Regions from separate parts of the Mus musculus genome. Here regions 2, 3 and 4 are each linked to region 1. The links are chromatin contacts, called in public HiCAR-type and promoter capture Hi-C maps. All regions are on one chromosome and are shown on one strand. Each heading gives the region's core, a stretch centred on a gene start, on an enhancer-like site or on the middle of the called end of the contact. The rest is flanking DNA. Distances are from core to core; before and after follow the strand shown.

Region 1 (3,925 bases), core at 530-3,029:
GGCTGTCCTGGAAGACCTGTCTGTAGACCAGCCTGGCCTTGAACTCAGAAATCTGCCTGCCTCTTTATCCCAAGTGCTAGGATTAAAGGCGTGTGCCACCACTGCCCAGCTACAAGTATGCTTTTATTTTTACAAAGACTGTTTTTATATTTTGCATATGAGTGTTTTGCCTGAATGCATGCCTGTGTGTCATGTGTGTGCGGTGCCTATGAAGATCATATATATATATAAATATATATATATATATATATATATATATATATATTTAAGATACTAGGTAGGTGATAGATAGATGATATATATGTGTCATTTAAATATGTCATATATTTAAAATACTTTTTTGCTGTTTCGCTTTAAAGTCCAAAAGGCCTACTTATTCTTTTTATTCTTGACCATCCCTTCACTGTTTTGTTATTGTTTTTTTTTTATGTTCTAAAGTAAAACAGCAAATGGTGAATGGATACAGTTTGAATATTAGTTAATATTTCTATTTATGTTGATGAGTAACATGTCCAACAGAAGTTCTAACTATGATAAACAAATGAATCAGGTGTGTTTACATGTGGGTATTACAAATAGAACTATTTTACTGAGATCACCAACCACTGAAGTCACCAGAAATAGTAGCTGGGGTCGTGTCAAGGAGCTTACGACTTTGGTGTAGTTGGGATGAAGTAAAGCAGGGTAGGTTTAAACTCATAAGATGTTTTTGGGCTACATAGAGGCAACTCCTTTCTCCATTTTACAGTTATTAAAGTTATTGATGAGGAGCGGCAGCTTATTGAGGGAAAGGAGTTGCAAAAAGCTGACGTTGTGTGTGCTAAGAAAAGAAAGAAAGCAGCGGTGTCATTCAAAGCTGAGGAGCAAATGGTCTCCTGTAAAACGATGAAGCAGTGTATATCTATAATGAGATATAGAGTCCCTGTTACCCAGATTGGCCATCCTCAGAGTTTAAAGAATTAAAGAGGCATCAATAAATACCAGTGTTAGACAGAGACGATTAAAAAAGGCCTTAATATTAAAATCAAACCGCCAAGCGAGACAATCCACAAGGGCACAAAGATTAACAGCAAGGTAAGAGAGGATACTGCAGAGGAAAGAGGTGAAAACAACTCAGCCATTTCTGAACGCCATTCCTCAGGCAAATGAACACTAGGAAACTATAACTGTTAAGAAATGCTATGTTTTTGCACCTGTACATTTTTACTGAGCTCAGAATTGGAAGTTAGAGGCTAACTTCTTCAACTATTCAACAGTATTTGATTGTCATAAAGATGTCATAAAGAATGAGTTTTCAAAGGCCGGGCATGGTGGCGCACGCCTTTAATCCCAGGACTCGGGAGGCAGAGGCAGGCGGATTTCTGAGTTCGAGGCCAGCCTGGTCTACAAAGTGAGTTCCAGGACAGCCAGGGCTATACAGAGAAACCCTGTCTCGCAAAAAACAAAAACAAAAACAAAAAGAATGAGTTTTCACAATATCCCATTGCTATGTGAAGGGCAGCAATCGAGACTATTCCAGAGGATTCGAGTTCTTCCCCTACAGAATAAGAAGAGGCTCGCATGAAAGTCCCCTAAGGCAGGGGCAACCAGAGTTCAAGATGTGGGCGTGGTAACAGCCGGAAAGTCTGCCTCCAGATTTTCAAACGCAAAACACGTGGGAAATACTCATACGGACTAAGTGTGAGCTTCCGGGCACCCGTAGTCCAATGTCAATGGCCCGAGCGCCGGAAGTGATTTGTGGGCAGCGTCTCTTCCGGGTAGAAAATAGCTGGAACTTTCACCAGTGTTCAGTCTGCCGCCAGCCCCCGGGGAACTATGGAGGCCCCGCGACCGGCAGGGACATTCGTGGTGGTAGGAGGTGGCATCGCTGGCGTCACGTGTGCCGAGCAGGTTCGTGGGCGCGTGCTCCGCCCCTTCTGGACCCTGTTGTCGTGGTTACGGGAGATTGCGGCGGGCGGCACCGCTTCGCGGGTCGCTCTTCCGGCTTTTCCCCACGCCCACTCGGCGGCGCCGCTGGTGGGGAGGCTGCGCAGAGCCCCGTTGTAGCGTTTGGGGCCAGGAGTAGACAGTGCCTAATTAGCTAGGAATCCAAAATCGAACCAGACTCCGGGTGGAATAGTGTGCCAGTGGGCAGGAGACCTTGGCGTTTGGACAGAAAATTCTCCCACTTTTCAGATTTCCTTCACACATGAAATTTAGTTTCTTGATAAGTGCCACGACGTTAATAAATAATTTCAACGTTACCTTGAACTCCAAAGATAAAATTTCATGTCTAGCAGAAGTTTGGGGCAAAGGACTACAGATGAGGAAATTCTAATCATGATAAACAAATGAATCAGATGTGTTTACATGTGCGTATTACAGAAAAGAACTATTTTGTTGCGATCACCAACCGCTGAAGTCACCAGAAATAGTAGCAGGAAGTGTTTTTTGAGTTGTTAAACTTGGGTGGTGCAGCTCCTGTTTATCCATCAAAGAGTTCATATTCCAAGTCACGTCATCACTGTGTTACCTTAATCTTAGGAGTTACTGGTAGGAGTGAATTAAGGTAAGGGGTAATTAACTTCTCTTAATGTGTAAAGATTACCAAATAGAGAAGAAAAACATACTCCACAGTGTAGCCTTCATGGGAAGAAAGCATGACTTAAATTGCAAGCAGAGAAGCTGATAAGAGACAGAAGCAAGGAAGACTGCCAGAGTTCAGACCACATAGGTTGATACGACTTGCTGTGTTTAATGAAAGTCTGCAAATAGATGGTTTCGAGTTAGGGGTGAAAGCTTTGTAAATTTGATTAGCTACAGTGTGTGTGTTAAGGGCAAATGGTCGACAGCTGTGTGAAGCAGGAAGCTAACCTGTAGATAGTTCTCAGGAGTATTAAGTTTTGAGAACTTGATCCAACAAGAAATGTACAAGATAGATTACAGAATATGAAGAGGAAACAAAGGCAGAGAGTGGTCAGATATAGGACATTCAAATAGGTTGAGTCACAGGACTGTTGTATGGCCTGAGGGCGTGGGGTTGAGGGTGCTGAGCTTCGTGGGACATGAGCAGGGACATGGGACAGGCAGTGGAACAGAATCCAAGATGAGCAAACGACCACCCCCCTCCGGAGTGTAGGGAAAAGGTAGAAATCGTGAAACTGCTGCATGTTAAGTCTTTGTGTTTTGTTAAGCTAAGGTTCAAATGGCTCTGTCTTCCCTGAGTATGTACTAGTCAGAGAGGGAGTGTGAGGGCCATGGGAAGAGTGATGCTGAGATTCTGTCTCATATCGCAGCCTTGCTTTAATTTTATCCTCAGCGAAGGCAAGTAAAAACACTACTTTAAAATGAATGGAAGTAAGTAAGCAGTCTGTAATTGGCTGTATAGCTTTAAACTGGTATATGGAATAAGTCGGCCAAAGATACTGCTGTAGTGGTTTTAGGTCTTTGTTCTCCTTTATCGTGACTGTACTGTTCATCTTATCACTGTAAGGGTTTACCATCACCAGTGCTGTGGCACTGTGGCTAACACTCAGAATAACACGATTTTACATGTGAGACACTGACGGTTTATTACTTACAGTGCCATAGCACCATGACAGCATCATTTACTCAGTAATGCCTGATGTTCTCTCTCCTGTCCTTTCTCCTTAAAACTCAGCTGGCTGTCAGTTTCCCAGAGGAAGACATTCTCCTAGTCACAGCCTCTCCTGTTATCAAAGCCGTTACAAACTTCAGACAGGTGAGAGGCTCGGCGGAAGATGTGACACAGTTCCCTTTGAACTGTGTGTTGAATTTGTTCTGTCTTGAGAAGTCTGAAGCTTTTTTTCCATTAAAAGTCTACATGTTCAATTGTTCAATGTATATTAGATAGTTACTTTTAACTGAACTAGAAAATTCTGAGATTTTAACTTTTATCTCTTAATAAGACAAATCTCATTGTGTG
Region 2 (3,925 bases), core at 721-3,220, 390 kb after region 1:
GTTTATGTGTGTATATAAGTATGTGTGCACATGTGCATGGGCATGTGTGTGTGTGGTGTGCGTGTGTGTATGTGTGCATATATGTTTGTATGTGTGTATGTATGGGTATGTGTGTATGTGCATGTTTAGATGTGTATATAAGTGTGTGTGCATGTTTGTGTGTGTGTGTGTGTGTGTGTGTGTGTGTGAGCATACATGTGTACTGAGTACTATCCTACAGGAAGCAGAAGAGACTAAGTGGAGGAAGCAGAACCAGCAACAAAACTCTCACTATGTCTTTCGAGGCATGGGGTATAGTGCAGTTGGTAGAGTGCTTCCTTAGCACGCATAAAGCCCTGCACCCCATACACTGAACAGGATGGTAACATGCCTATAAGCCTATATTGCTTAGATTTGATCTCAGAGTTTGGGATAAAGATACAGGAGGATCAGGAGTTAAGTCATCTTTGTAGATATATATGTATATATGGCAAGTTTGAGGCTAACCTGGGCTACATGAGGCTCTGCCTCAAAAATAATATACATAAATTAATGAACCTGACCAGCTAGAGTCAGCCTCATAAATATAAATTTAGAGCACAATTCAGTGGAGGAAGAATTCGAGTTAATAAGGCTAGAGGACTAAAAGCCATGTGGAATGCTAGCGATGTAATAGCAGATTTACATAAAGCAGATCTGGCAAAACGTAAAGATTGAAGGTGCTCAACAAGGAGAGTTGTGTAGGGCTCGGTGGGGTCTCATCCCATTGACTAAGAAAACTAAGTAAAACTGATCCAAAAAGCATACTTTGAGAATGAATTCCCAGTACAATTTATTTAATTATAAATCCATATGACTTGTTATTTATATATACAAAAAATTACGTTTAATTTGACCTTAAAACATTCTGAGAAATTTACTAGTCAACTCTTGTGAGCTGGCTCTAGCCAGCCCTGAAGGGAAAGAGTCCAGAGCACAGGAGATTCCTCCCCTCCCTCCCACTCTCTCTCCCTCCTTCAGCGTGGACTTCCCAGCCTTCCAGCCATGCACGTTATCAAGGAGGGACCCAAAGTGCCAGATACGCTTTCATTCTGCTGAGCTTCTCACTGCAGCTCCCAACTGCACACAGCATGCTGGACGGCAGTGACAATCACAATGACAATAGCAATGAGCTCAACTGCAGTCACCAGACTCTAAGGGCACACTATCTGCTGGCCACTTGTGACTTCCATTAAGCTTTGTTAACTTTGACATCTCAAATTACTCAGCTAGGAGAGCCACAGAATGGGGTTTGAATCCAGGTCTATCTTCAGCACAAATATTTTTCAACCGAAGTGAAAGGCAACTGAGGATCAAGGTCCTTTCTGTGTGTCAGGAATTATTTCATGTAGGGGACCGGAGTGATGGCTCAGCGGTTAAGAGCACCAGCTGCCCTTGCAGAGCACCCAAGTTATGTCCCCAGAACCCATGGTGGGTGGCTCACAACTGCCTATAACTCCAGCTTGAAGAGATCCAATGCTTTCTTCTGCCTTCTGCAGGCACCTGCCTTCATGAACACATAATTTAACATAAAATAAATATTCTTAAAATTATCTCATCTTAGCAGAGTTCATCATGATGCTAGGCCAGGTGCCTGAAGGACTGGCTTATGTGAAGCTAAGGCCTTAGCTAGTTAATCATAGTGAGTCTAGGATTAAGGTAGACAAGTCAGGCTCAATTCTCACCCCATACATGACAAAAGAAACTTCCACATCAAGCCAATGAACCTCTAATTCAAATCACACACACACACACACACACACACACACACACACACACACACACACACAAAAGCCTTTTGTCACAGCCTTTTGCCCAATTCCTACATTTGTGCCAGTTTACAAAATCAAAAACTTTGGAATGAGACCGAAAACCTTTGTTCTCAGTCAAACATTTTGTGTGGTTAATATTTCTCCCAGCCTTTCCCTAGAGGGATCTCTAGCTTCTAACCAGGGTATCTTTACACAAGACAAAATCAATTGCTCAGAGCTATGGGAGACTTCCAGAGGCTGCGTATGAAATGACAATGGCTGTAGGTGACCATAAGTGCTGCTCACTAGAGTAGAGGCTTATAGAGGCCAGGGACCACTCTATGTCCATACCACAGATCCCTGAACAGAACTTGTGTGATTTTCACAGTTCCAGAACATATAGTCGGATTTAGCACTCTTAGCAGTAGGTGTAATGTCAACAAGCATTCCTTGATCCATGACATTGGAACGCTGGTGGTGGGAAAAGCCAAACGTGCCCGCCAGAGCCCCTTTCATTTAAGAGCAATGGCGACCTGAGTCAAGGCTGCATTCCTGGAGAACTGCCAAGGTTAGTGTGACACCAAAACCATGAAACATGCAAGAGGGGTCAAAGGGCTCTGGCAGGACAGAGCATAGCAAGCTTGGTGCCCACCAACAGGTTTTGCCTTTCTCTCTGCCCCCCTGGCTAAACCACAGATTACATGCCCTATGCGATCCACCAAGGTGTAGTCCCTTATATGGCCACTTCCTCCTCCTGAGGTTGACTACCAAGGTCCAAATGTCAAAGTATTGATGTCTGGCAACCAGAAGCCCCCTTTTGGCTGCCATAATTAACATGCCACAGAAGCTGACATAGGAGGTCACAGTTTCAGAGGAAAGAATGCTCTCAGCCAGAGACACAACAATGACTCCACTGATTGTCACCTCTCCACGCTGCACTCCTCAGGCAAAGACTGAAGTATGGTGTCAGCTTTTGTGCCTGGTCCTGTTTCTCAAAGGGAAACTAAGCAACTACGCCACAATAAAATCAGAGTCTCTCTAGAATGCAGACGATCTATGGGAGCATTTCAGTGCCTTGATGTTAAGGTCAATGGGGAAAAAAACCACAAGATTCAGACAAATCCTTCAGGAGTCAATGCTTGGGTCATCCTATCCTATACTGAGGTGCCTAGTAGAGAAGAAAAAAAAAAAGACTATAAATTGAGTGATATAGGAAGGTAGTGATAAACACTAGCTAAGACATGTGAGCAGTTATTGGACAATAACCTGGAATTGTGTAGGTCTTCTAATGTTGTGATATAATCAAGACGCTTTGACTTTATTAGTACCACATTAACTATTCCCCCTCCTATTTAAGTTACAAGATGTTGGCGGAAGAGTGACCCCCCGAAATCCTTCCAAATGAGGAGGGATGTGGCCTCCTCATTTATTTGCGCACGTAGTGGTCGCGATGCCTAGATGGAGCCGTGGCTTCCCTGTTACCCTGGTCTGAAGATTAAGTGTGAACTAGCAGAAGGTGTGTGGGGCGAGTTTCATAAAGAAAAGCCAAGGAAGCGAGTTTCATAAAGAAAAACTGACAACTTCTGGAACATTTGCAGTGAGGCCTGCGATAAATTTTCCAAAGACAGCGTGAGAATGGAAGTCAGTAATATGAAGATATAAAATTTCACAAATATGTATCACGCAGCATATTCCTGTAACATTTTAATTCTGTGAGTCAACTCCTTAAGATAATCAGGCCTTTGCTGTTGTTAGACCATTATCGGTTTTCCTGCTCACTTTAAAGGCTTTCCTTCTGTAAGAATGCATACAACTGTTGTCTTTAGGTGAAGTGGAAACTTAAGGCTTCTTTGGGAAGTTGGTTGGATGGTGTTTTACTGGGGCGAACACGTGAAGGGACATTTCATTGCAGTGGGCACAGGTGTGAAAGGCTGAGGCAGACTCATGAAGGAGTGTTTCGCTGAAGCAGACACAGGAAGAGAGGATGTTCTGCTAAAGCAAGCATGTGAAAGGACGTGATGAGGGATTCTTTGCTAACAACACACATGCATTGGTCCGCCTTACATTGTGTAGTTGAGCTGCATCTGTCGGGGATGCCATAGAGAGAAATGCAGCAAAACATTTCTGGTGATGTGCTGCAGTTTGTTATCGCTCCC
Region 3 (3,925 bases), core at 887-3,386, 300 kb before region 1:
TTCCTGTATCCCACAGATGGGCCCCTACCTAAGCCCCAGGAACACCACAAAGTTATAGCCCTGCTACTAACTGTTTTCATGAAGATTCAGAAAGTCCCATGGTTGCAACTTCTAGTCACAAGAGAAAGAGGGGGATGAGATGCCAAAGGTTTTTAATTTAGGCTCCATTTTAGAGAACCTACCCTAAGTTTGAACTCAGGTAGACTAACAGACTAGTATAGCATTAGTTTCCAAGTTGACCCCCAACAGAACCTGAGCCTACCTCCAGTCTCTAAGCTAATCCCCAACAAGAGCAGAGTTTCCAGGTTACACCCCCAACAAGACCAGTGTCTTCCGATTATTCCCCCAGTAAACCTGCAGCCCAGGTTACAAGCCCAGCTTCTATCTAATGACCACCAATGCAGAGGGGAGCAGGAGTTAAGTTTATGATAGGACTCCCAGCACCAGCCAATTATGTTAAAGGCCACGGCAGCTTTTCAATTAGGTGCTTGCACATGTATTCCCTGCTTGCTGCTTACTATAAAGCCTTGCCCCAGTAGATATTTGAGGCTCCCCCCCCCACCAAAAACCGTCCTGTGTGAGGGTGGTGCATTTGGGGGGCCCTGGCTAGCTCAAATAGAATAAAGACCCTGCTATGAGTTGCACCAGATTGGCTCCTATGTGTGTTTTGGGAGATCACTAACATTTCCCTAGCACAACAAAGGGATACAATAATATGACTCCTGGAAATTTTCTATATTGATTACTTAACTTACAAAGAGGGGCACTCTTCTATATACTTAGGTAATATGTAGAAAATATTAAATTCAGTGCTTTATTTCTCGGTCTAACCTTAAAATTATAGCAATAATAAATTAATTATTTTAATATTTTTTAGGTTTATTTATTTTTATTTCGTGTATATAGTATTTTTGCCTGCCCACAACATGTGTGTAGTGCACATGGAAGCCAGAAAAGGGTGTCAGGTTCCCTGTAAATGGATTTACAGATGGTTGTAAATAGCCATGTCAGTACTGGGAATTGAATCCACCCCCTCTGCAAGAGCAGCCACTGTTCATAACTGCTGAGGTGTAGCTCTAACTCCTTAAGCAAAATCAGATCCCTAGGTGAAACAATTATTTGATAAAATGTATTGTGTAGCATTACATTTTAAAAGCTGTTCTATAAATCTCAAATATTTACAAGTTCAAGATGGACAAATTCCCGTCATGGAGACAGGAGGTAGACACAAAACCCCATTCCTAGCTAAAAAGCTTTCTGCAGTTAATAGCTATTGGGAGAGGGAGAGTAGGGTTTTTTTTAGCAGTATGACGCATGATGGGCTTCAGACGGTCTGGAGAAGGCCACTCCAAGAGCATACAGACAGCACAAGCTATAGTTGATGAGTTGTACAAAATGAAGAAGGCCCAAATTTGGGTGAGTAACAAAGTAGGCATGGGTCAAAATGGTGAATATGGTCAAAATTTATTGTGTAAGGAAAAAAAAATAATAACTATTGGTACTTGGACTCTGATTGAATGTTTTTTAAATGTTTCCAGGTATTCTGAATACAGTGCCAATGATTGGTCCAATCATTGGCTTTATCATACAAACACATGTTGCTCAGATGTATATAGACACTGGGTATATAGACCTAAGCAAACAGAATCACATAAGAGACCAGGAGAATGTCTCTCAAATACCAGCCACCACACCTCAGAGTTACTGGTTTAACTACTTTTTTAATGGTCCTTTGATTGCTCTGTTTTAGAAATTGTAAGAGAAGAGAATGGACCCATATATGTAACAAAGCAACATTTATTATTTGCCTATGCCATGCTCCAAGTCAGTATAAAGTAGGGCATTTGGAACAATCTTACTGTAGGTGACTATATCAAAAGTAACCTGGTCATACAGTCAAATTAGTTGCACATTCACTTTCTGGTGAACTAGATTGAAAATGTGTGAGTTGCAGATTGAAGCTTCTGGAAGGTGCTGTGGAACTATGGGAGTGAAGAATGGCTGGAGGAGCTTGAACCACGGAGGGCCAATTCCATTTGATGCTTTCCTGCCATACCCACTCCAGTGGAAACTGTGTGACAAACCCAAAAGCTTGAATGCATTCCTGAGGCAAAAAGTTTCATGGAAACTAGTCTCCGGGAGCCTTGGCATCCCTTAGCACGAGTGCTCCAAACTTGTTCTTGCATCAGTCAATGAATGGTTCTGTGTGCTTTCTTTCAGTATTGTTTTATTATAAGTGCCTCCAAGGAATGATTTGACAAATACCTAACTTAGATTGAACTTTGCTTCCTGGCCTTCACAAAATGTCCTAGGTAGCCCTTGAGCCAACCCTGGGCTTGGAATTTTGTAAGAATGTTACTAATTCAGATGAAATGCCTCAAGTGTTGATAGTTAGAAAACAGGCATTGCAGTTTGTGGGATAGAAGCTAGAAAACTCAGAGCTAGTTCAAAACAGTAAAGTTAGAATTCTCATTATAGACATGAATGGCAGCCTACATTACATAATAGTAGAAAGAAGGTAGGTTGTGGTTTAAGGAGGAAGTGGAGCATTGCATTATTCATGAAAAAGTTAGTAGAACAGAAATTCCCTTGTGCATGTTTTTCACTAGGCCCAAAGGAATAGCATAATTAGGTATTTACTTAGGGACCTGGTGGTGGGTTAGACAATAGACTAGAATTGCACCTGGACATATTAGCCCTTTCACCTGGCTCATGTGAATAGCTGATTTTAGATAGGGCTGATCTTATCTCAGTTATAAACACTGCCTGGTTCCTGCTAACTTTTATGCATTTTCTTTGTTTTGTGTAAAGAGCCATTGTGCATCTCAATGTACCTTGGCTGATGTATTGTCTAACTTCCTTGTTTTTCTTCTGTGTTATAAGTCTAATGCTTGCTTTTGAGATATTACATTCAGATACAGCACTCCCTTGTCTGTTTGTCATTTTTCACCGATTCATTGCCTACCTGAGAACCAGGATCCTGATTCTCCTTCAGGTTGACAGACTGACTGAGTACAGTCCACGGCACTTTCCCTGGTCTTAACAGAACATTTGGCATAGGGTCCCCTTCAATTAGAGGATGAGGAAATGCATCCCCATAACTGTTCTTGTCTCTTAAAGCATCCCTTTCTTCATCCTTTAGAGAAACTCTCCAACATGTGGAAACTATCTCAAGTTCAAATCTGTCCCATAAATTCCACGTCTATCCTCATAACATCACTTACCATTCCCCCAAAGTCAGTAAAAGTTAGACCTGCCTTTAGCTTATGTTTGTAGACACTCACCCTAGAGATTACATTTCTTCATTCTGCAACTTCAAGACCTTCAAGATCGGTCTATCGTCAAATCCTTCCTGATTATCTTCAACCCTCTATTTCCACAAAGCACTCTCCATGCTCTGCAACACACACACACACACACACACACACACACACACACACACACACACACACACACACACACATATGAATGATATTATCAGGTCCTCAACTCACTTTGCATCTTGTTTTATATTTTGATATTTCTCTTAATCATCAAGTATCTTGGAAAAAATCTGACTTTGGATGATATCTCATTTATTACCTCCCATGTACTCTCAGCTGTAATCTCATCGAACTTGCTCATGAAACAGGATCACCTTATTTTTTTTAACTATTTATTCACTTTTCTATTTTTAAATATCCAAAATAAACAGCTAGAATTCAACATGGTAAATACTAGGCTCCCAGTCTCACCTGCAAAGCTTACATTGTTTCGCACACTCTTTTAACAAATAGCTGAACCTTAATTATGTTATTGGCTCAATCATCACATAACTGTCTTTCCCATTATCCTGACTCCTGCCTCAGCCCCATTCATTCATTATGTTTCCAGAATAATCTTTCTTTTAAAAATCTGATTCATGCTTGCTTCATTCTTATAGCTA
Region 4 (3,925 bases), core at 506-3,005, 270 kb after region 1:
TCCCCAGAGAATAATGGGGATCTTTAAAAGAAGAAAGAAAACAGAAACTTCAAATAAAGAATCGTGGTCTAGTTGGAGTCTGGAAACCAAGCTTGGATTTTGTTATAGATTTTATGCAACCATGTATCTACCTTTCAGGAGTCTGTAACTCCTAAGTAACTCTGTCCCGATTTTTCCAGCCTTCACACCATCCTGAAAGATGCTTTAGTTGTTGTTTTTGTGTAACATAATTGTGCTCAGTTGGTCAATGAGCTCTCACTGACATGGTGGTAAAGGGAGGGTCTTTTCCACTGGTAATGAAGAGTCTCCACCACTTTTGCCAACCAATGAGAAGTCAGAGTAACTAAAGACATGGGCGGTGTAAGACTATCAATCTGTATCAATGTATTTTATGACCACTCTTGAACTTGGGAGTCTTCATTTTGACCCCTTTAAACTTCTTATATCATCTACCTTCTCTGGTTATGGGTTTGTTTTGTTTTTTTTTTTTAAATCTGCATCTGGTTGGAGATACAAATAATCTACAGCAGGGACTTAGATTAACTTGACAAACCCTACAGTCGCCTGGCTAGAGAGTTCCAGTGAGGGGTTATCTACACTGGGTAGTCCTTGGGCATGTCTGTGGGAAACTGTGTCCATTAAGTTAATTGATGTAGAAAGTCCTATACCACTGTGGGCAGTGCCACCCCCTAGGCAGGGGGTGTAAGAGTAGAGGAAGCAAGTGCGTGAGATTGTATTGCCCCCCCCCCCCTCTCTCCCTCTCCCTCTCTCTCTCTCCCTCTGCCCTTGACGGTGGTTATGATAGGACTAGTTCTTTAAAGTTTCTTCCTTGACTTCCCACAATGAGGGAGGCTAAGCAGGAATTGTAAGCTGAGATAAGCCCCTTTCTTCCCTCACTTGTGTTTTGATAGCATATTTTATCACAGCAACAAATCAAGCTAGACTTGCATACTAGGGCAATTCCGGCGCCTTCATTGTTATTTTAGGGACACGTCCATGAGGTACATGTTCTTATTCTTACTTTATAAGTGAAGAGGGATCTGGCACAGCAAGAACTTAATCTGGGACATGAAGTCCATACTGTGCCAGAGTCTGTGCTTATTCCTGTGTGTCACACAGGAGAGAAGACAGCAGTAGATGACTTAGTGGCTGACAGTTTTGTACTAACGTAACCCTCCATTGGCTTAAAACAAAAAAATCCACCTTCCCTTACAAGCTTGTCTGGATCAGTGAAGGACATCAGTGTACCTGGTCACTTGTCTTACAAAAAAAAAATGGCATTGTATAAATATTTACTATCCTGTGAACTTAGGTAGTTCGGAGGGTATAGAGAACACAGAGTGATTTTTGCTTTGGGGGCATTTTTGTGTGTGTGTGTGTGATTAGCTACAACATGAAAATAAATTTCATTTGGAACAAAACCAAACCTGATCTATTTTAAAGTCCAGTCAATGGAGGCCTGGTCCTGACTCTCCGTAGAAGGCTAGTTCCACCAAACATCTGCCTCTCCACGCGAAGCCTCCTGTCTGTTTGGTTTCCATTACGAAATCGCACAAGGAACATAATGAACGTACCGTCCTGACCTCCAGCCATCTGTTGGCTGCTGAGAGAAATAAGTAGGCAATGTTGTTCGTGTCTGTCAGCTCCAGCATGCGTTGCTTGAATCTGGTTTCATGCCTACAGAAAACAAAGACACCACAATGTTAGTCACCTAACAGGAGAATTAGAAAAAGCCAGTCACTGTTAACTACTGAATGGTTTGTAACAGAGTGACACATGGATGGGATGCGTGACAGGCGAGTGGACTCCAGAGTTGCTCTGCTGAGTTCTGGATAGAGTCCAAGAGGGCAAGTGTTTGCTCCATTTTCATGCTACAGCTATGAAAAGAAGCCATTGCGATGACAACTCTTCATTAAAAGTCACCACAGTATTGATGGATCCAATGTTGTGAGACTTGGCCTATGCCATCCGGGCTACAGAAATCACAGTATGTTCTACCTGTGTTTGAGGCATTTATTTCATTTTTCCAAATGATGTTGAGCTGGGCTGGATGAGAACCAATGGAGACAGAAAACCATACATTTACAACAGGTAAATATATCCCTTCAAATATATTCTTTTTCTTTGGCTCTTTTTTTTTTTAACCAAAGAAAGAAAGTAGGGTGCCAAGGAGCAGAAGATAGAGGGATCTTCTCACAGATGGCTGGCACAGCACAGGGTCTGTTTGCAGTGACCCTGTGAAAGCGAAGGAGATTTACTTTGGGTGATCTGAATAGAGACAGAGGGTGGGGAGAGGGAAGGGTCAAGCCAGGCTTCCCAGAGCACAGAAAAGATTGTCTTGGTATAGCTTTAGGGGTGAAGCTGGGTTTTGAGGGTGAACAAGGCACTGTAAATACTCTGAGTGGCATCAGAGAAAATCCTCCATCCTCTAGGGTTGGGAGATTTCTCACCCTAATAGTCGTGGTGATGGAGAGACATCAGATGTCCATGGGAAACTTAGGCTCATCCCTGTTGCTCAACATGATCAAACACAATTCTGTGTGGCTTACTTTACTAGCAGAACTAGCAATAACCTTCAACAAGCGTATGTCCTGTGTGAGCACGTCTCACCCTATACTTCCAACCCCTTGCACTACCATGTACAATGAATATATGCCATAGAAAGTTTGTTTTAAAAGTTAAGAAGACCCTTAAGCACTTGAACATCCTGGGTATGATTTCACACATACACACTAAAAAGAAAAAGAAACATATCTCTTCTACGTAACAAACATATCCTGACTTTGTAATCACTTTCCTTAAATAATAGACAAAACAGAGCTGACAAGCAACTGGTTTGAAAGTTGGTGCCATACCCAGCTGAGTTAGCTTCTTTCCTCCCTGTGGCCACAGCTGTTCTGACATAAGCCATCTATAGGTCATTTTGTAAGGAATTACTGACCCACTCACTAGTGAGCCCTACTTGCTAAAAGAATCCCCCCATTCCTGTAAAATCTTCCAGTAAAATTGCAAAACTTTTAAATAACTCATCACTTGTATCAAAGAACGAAGAAGTCCTGGGCGGGGTACATTTGGCCCACCATCAGAGTCCATACAGGCCAATATAAAGCAGATACTTGGTATCTCTCCAATCAATCTGACCATTCTAGTATGCCAAGCCAGAGAGATAATTTGGTGAGACAGCAGTGTCTGATCTACAACGATCAGAGTTTAGCAGTAAGAGCCAAACCATTACTTCAATTTGAGTTATGCAGCCTTGAACTAAATGCCACGTCCAGGGGGACCTATGTCAAAGAATGGCAACACCATGGCTTGGGACTGAACAGTCCAAGGAGCGTGTCTGTCTTCCACGTGACCTTAGGAGGGGTGACTATAGTGAGGAGCTAGAAGACAGAATGCCCTCTGAGGCCCTAGGATTCACAGCAACAGTGAGAACAAACTGTGGTCTTTGTAAGGCTCACATTTCCATGCTTGCCAGGAACGTGCCAGGTAGACTTGCTTGCTAGAGGAATATCGGCTATATTTGCATCTAAGCATCCTTTCTCCACAGCAAGGAAGACACTGTGCTAGGTTCTGGAGATATACAATGAACAAGATGTGTCTTTCTCAGGGTGGGAGAAATCTTGCTAGCTAGTGAGTCTGAGGCAGCCCAGGACCTTCTTTCATGAGTCTAAGAGCATAAAGGAGAGATTTACATTGGAGGATCTGAATAGAGAACCAGGAAGAGGGGGTGGGGAGAAGGCAAGGGCTAACCCTGGCTTCCTGGAGAACAGGGAAGACGTCTGGGAGTAGGTTTTATTTGGGGGAGGGGGCAGGTTTCTGGGGTGAACTAGTTATTGTAGGTACCCTAACAGGAAACAGGAGTGAGAAGATCCAGGGTTCTCCAGGATAGGTGTTCTCACCACCCCAGACAAATGCATCCAGT

The links. Promoter capture Hi-C pulls out the DNA fragments that hold promoters and counts their contacts. HiCAR-type assays count read pairs that join an accessible place to other places.
Region 2: a promoter capture Hi-C map of liver shows a contact between it and region 1, with 2.4 times the contacts expected there. The contact joins the enhancer-like site here to the promoter of Pyroxd1 in region 1. A contact is called at or near these places in 18 of 39 promoter capture datasets (the 3T3-L1 cell line, 3T3-L1-derived adipocytes, the HPC-7 cell line and 9 more), 18 of 484 Hi-C or Micro-C datasets (the 3T3-L1 cell line, the HPC-7 cell line, bone marrow-derived macrophages and 11 more), 2 of 115 datasets of contacts at active chromatin or transcription factors (astrocytes and bone marrow-derived dendritic cells) and 4 of 9 other capture datasets (adipose tissue, liver, macrophages and 1 more).
Region 3: a HiCAR-type map of kidney shows a contact between it and region 1, with 3 times the contacts expected there. The contact joins the enhancer-like site here to the promoter of Pyroxd1 in region 1. A contact is called at or near these places in 3 of 39 promoter capture datasets (the 3T3-L1 cell line, cranial neural crest and stem cell-derived epiblast-like cells), 19 of 484 Hi-C or Micro-C datasets (the AML12 cell line, the AtT-20 cell line, the G1E-ER4 cell line and 10 more), 3 of 115 datasets of contacts at active chromatin or transcription factors (astrocytes, embryonic stem cells and kidney) and 1 of 9 other capture datasets (adipose tissue).
Region 4: a contact with region 1 is called in a promoter capture Hi-C map of hippocampal neurons, with 4 times the contacts expected there. The contact joins the promoter of 5330439B14Rik here to the promoter of Pyroxd1 in region 1. A contact is called at or near these places in 4 of 39 promoter capture datasets (hippocampal neurons, liver and stem cell-derived epiblast-like cells) and 1 of 9 other capture datasets (adipose tissue).

The regions. Positions count from the first base shown.
Region 1 is chr6:142,343,918-142,347,842 of GRCm38.p6, forward strand. It overlaps Pyroxd1 (pyridine nucleotide-disulphide oxidoreductase domain 1), which reads left to right and starts at 1,780. Exons shown (of 12, transcript NM_183165.3): 1 at 1,780-1,890; 2 at 3,641-3,721. The coding sequence starts at 1,816.
Region 2 is chr6:142,736,486-142,740,410 of GRCm38.p6, forward strand. No RefSeq gene overlaps it. Among named protein-coding and RNA genes, the nearest start is that of Cmas, 18 kb to the right of the region's middle. Within about 2 kb of position 1,971, at least 3 of the 459 cell types and tissues checked have an H3K27ac peak or open chromatin away from gene starts, as enhancers often do. A contact at or near this core is called in liver, where this site is marked.
Region 3 is chr6:142,043,670-142,047,594 of GRCm38.p6, forward strand. No RefSeq gene overlaps it. Among named protein-coding and RNA genes, the nearest start is that of Gm6614, 37 kb to the left of the region's middle. Within about 2 kb of position 2,137, at least 2 of the 459 cell types and tissues checked have an H3K27ac peak or open chromatin away from gene starts, as enhancers often do. A contact at or near this core is called in astrocytes and kidney, where this site is marked.
Region 4 is chr6:142,612,840-142,616,764 of GRCm38.p6, forward strand. It overlaps 5330439B14Rik (RIKEN cDNA 5330439B14 gene), which reads left to right and starts at 1,756. Exons shown (of 2, transcript NR_037679.1): 1 at 1,756-2,091. Abcc9 (ATP-binding cassette, sub-family C (CFTR/MRP), member 9) reads right to left here. Exons shown (of 40, transcript NM_011511.2): 31 at 1,575-1,677.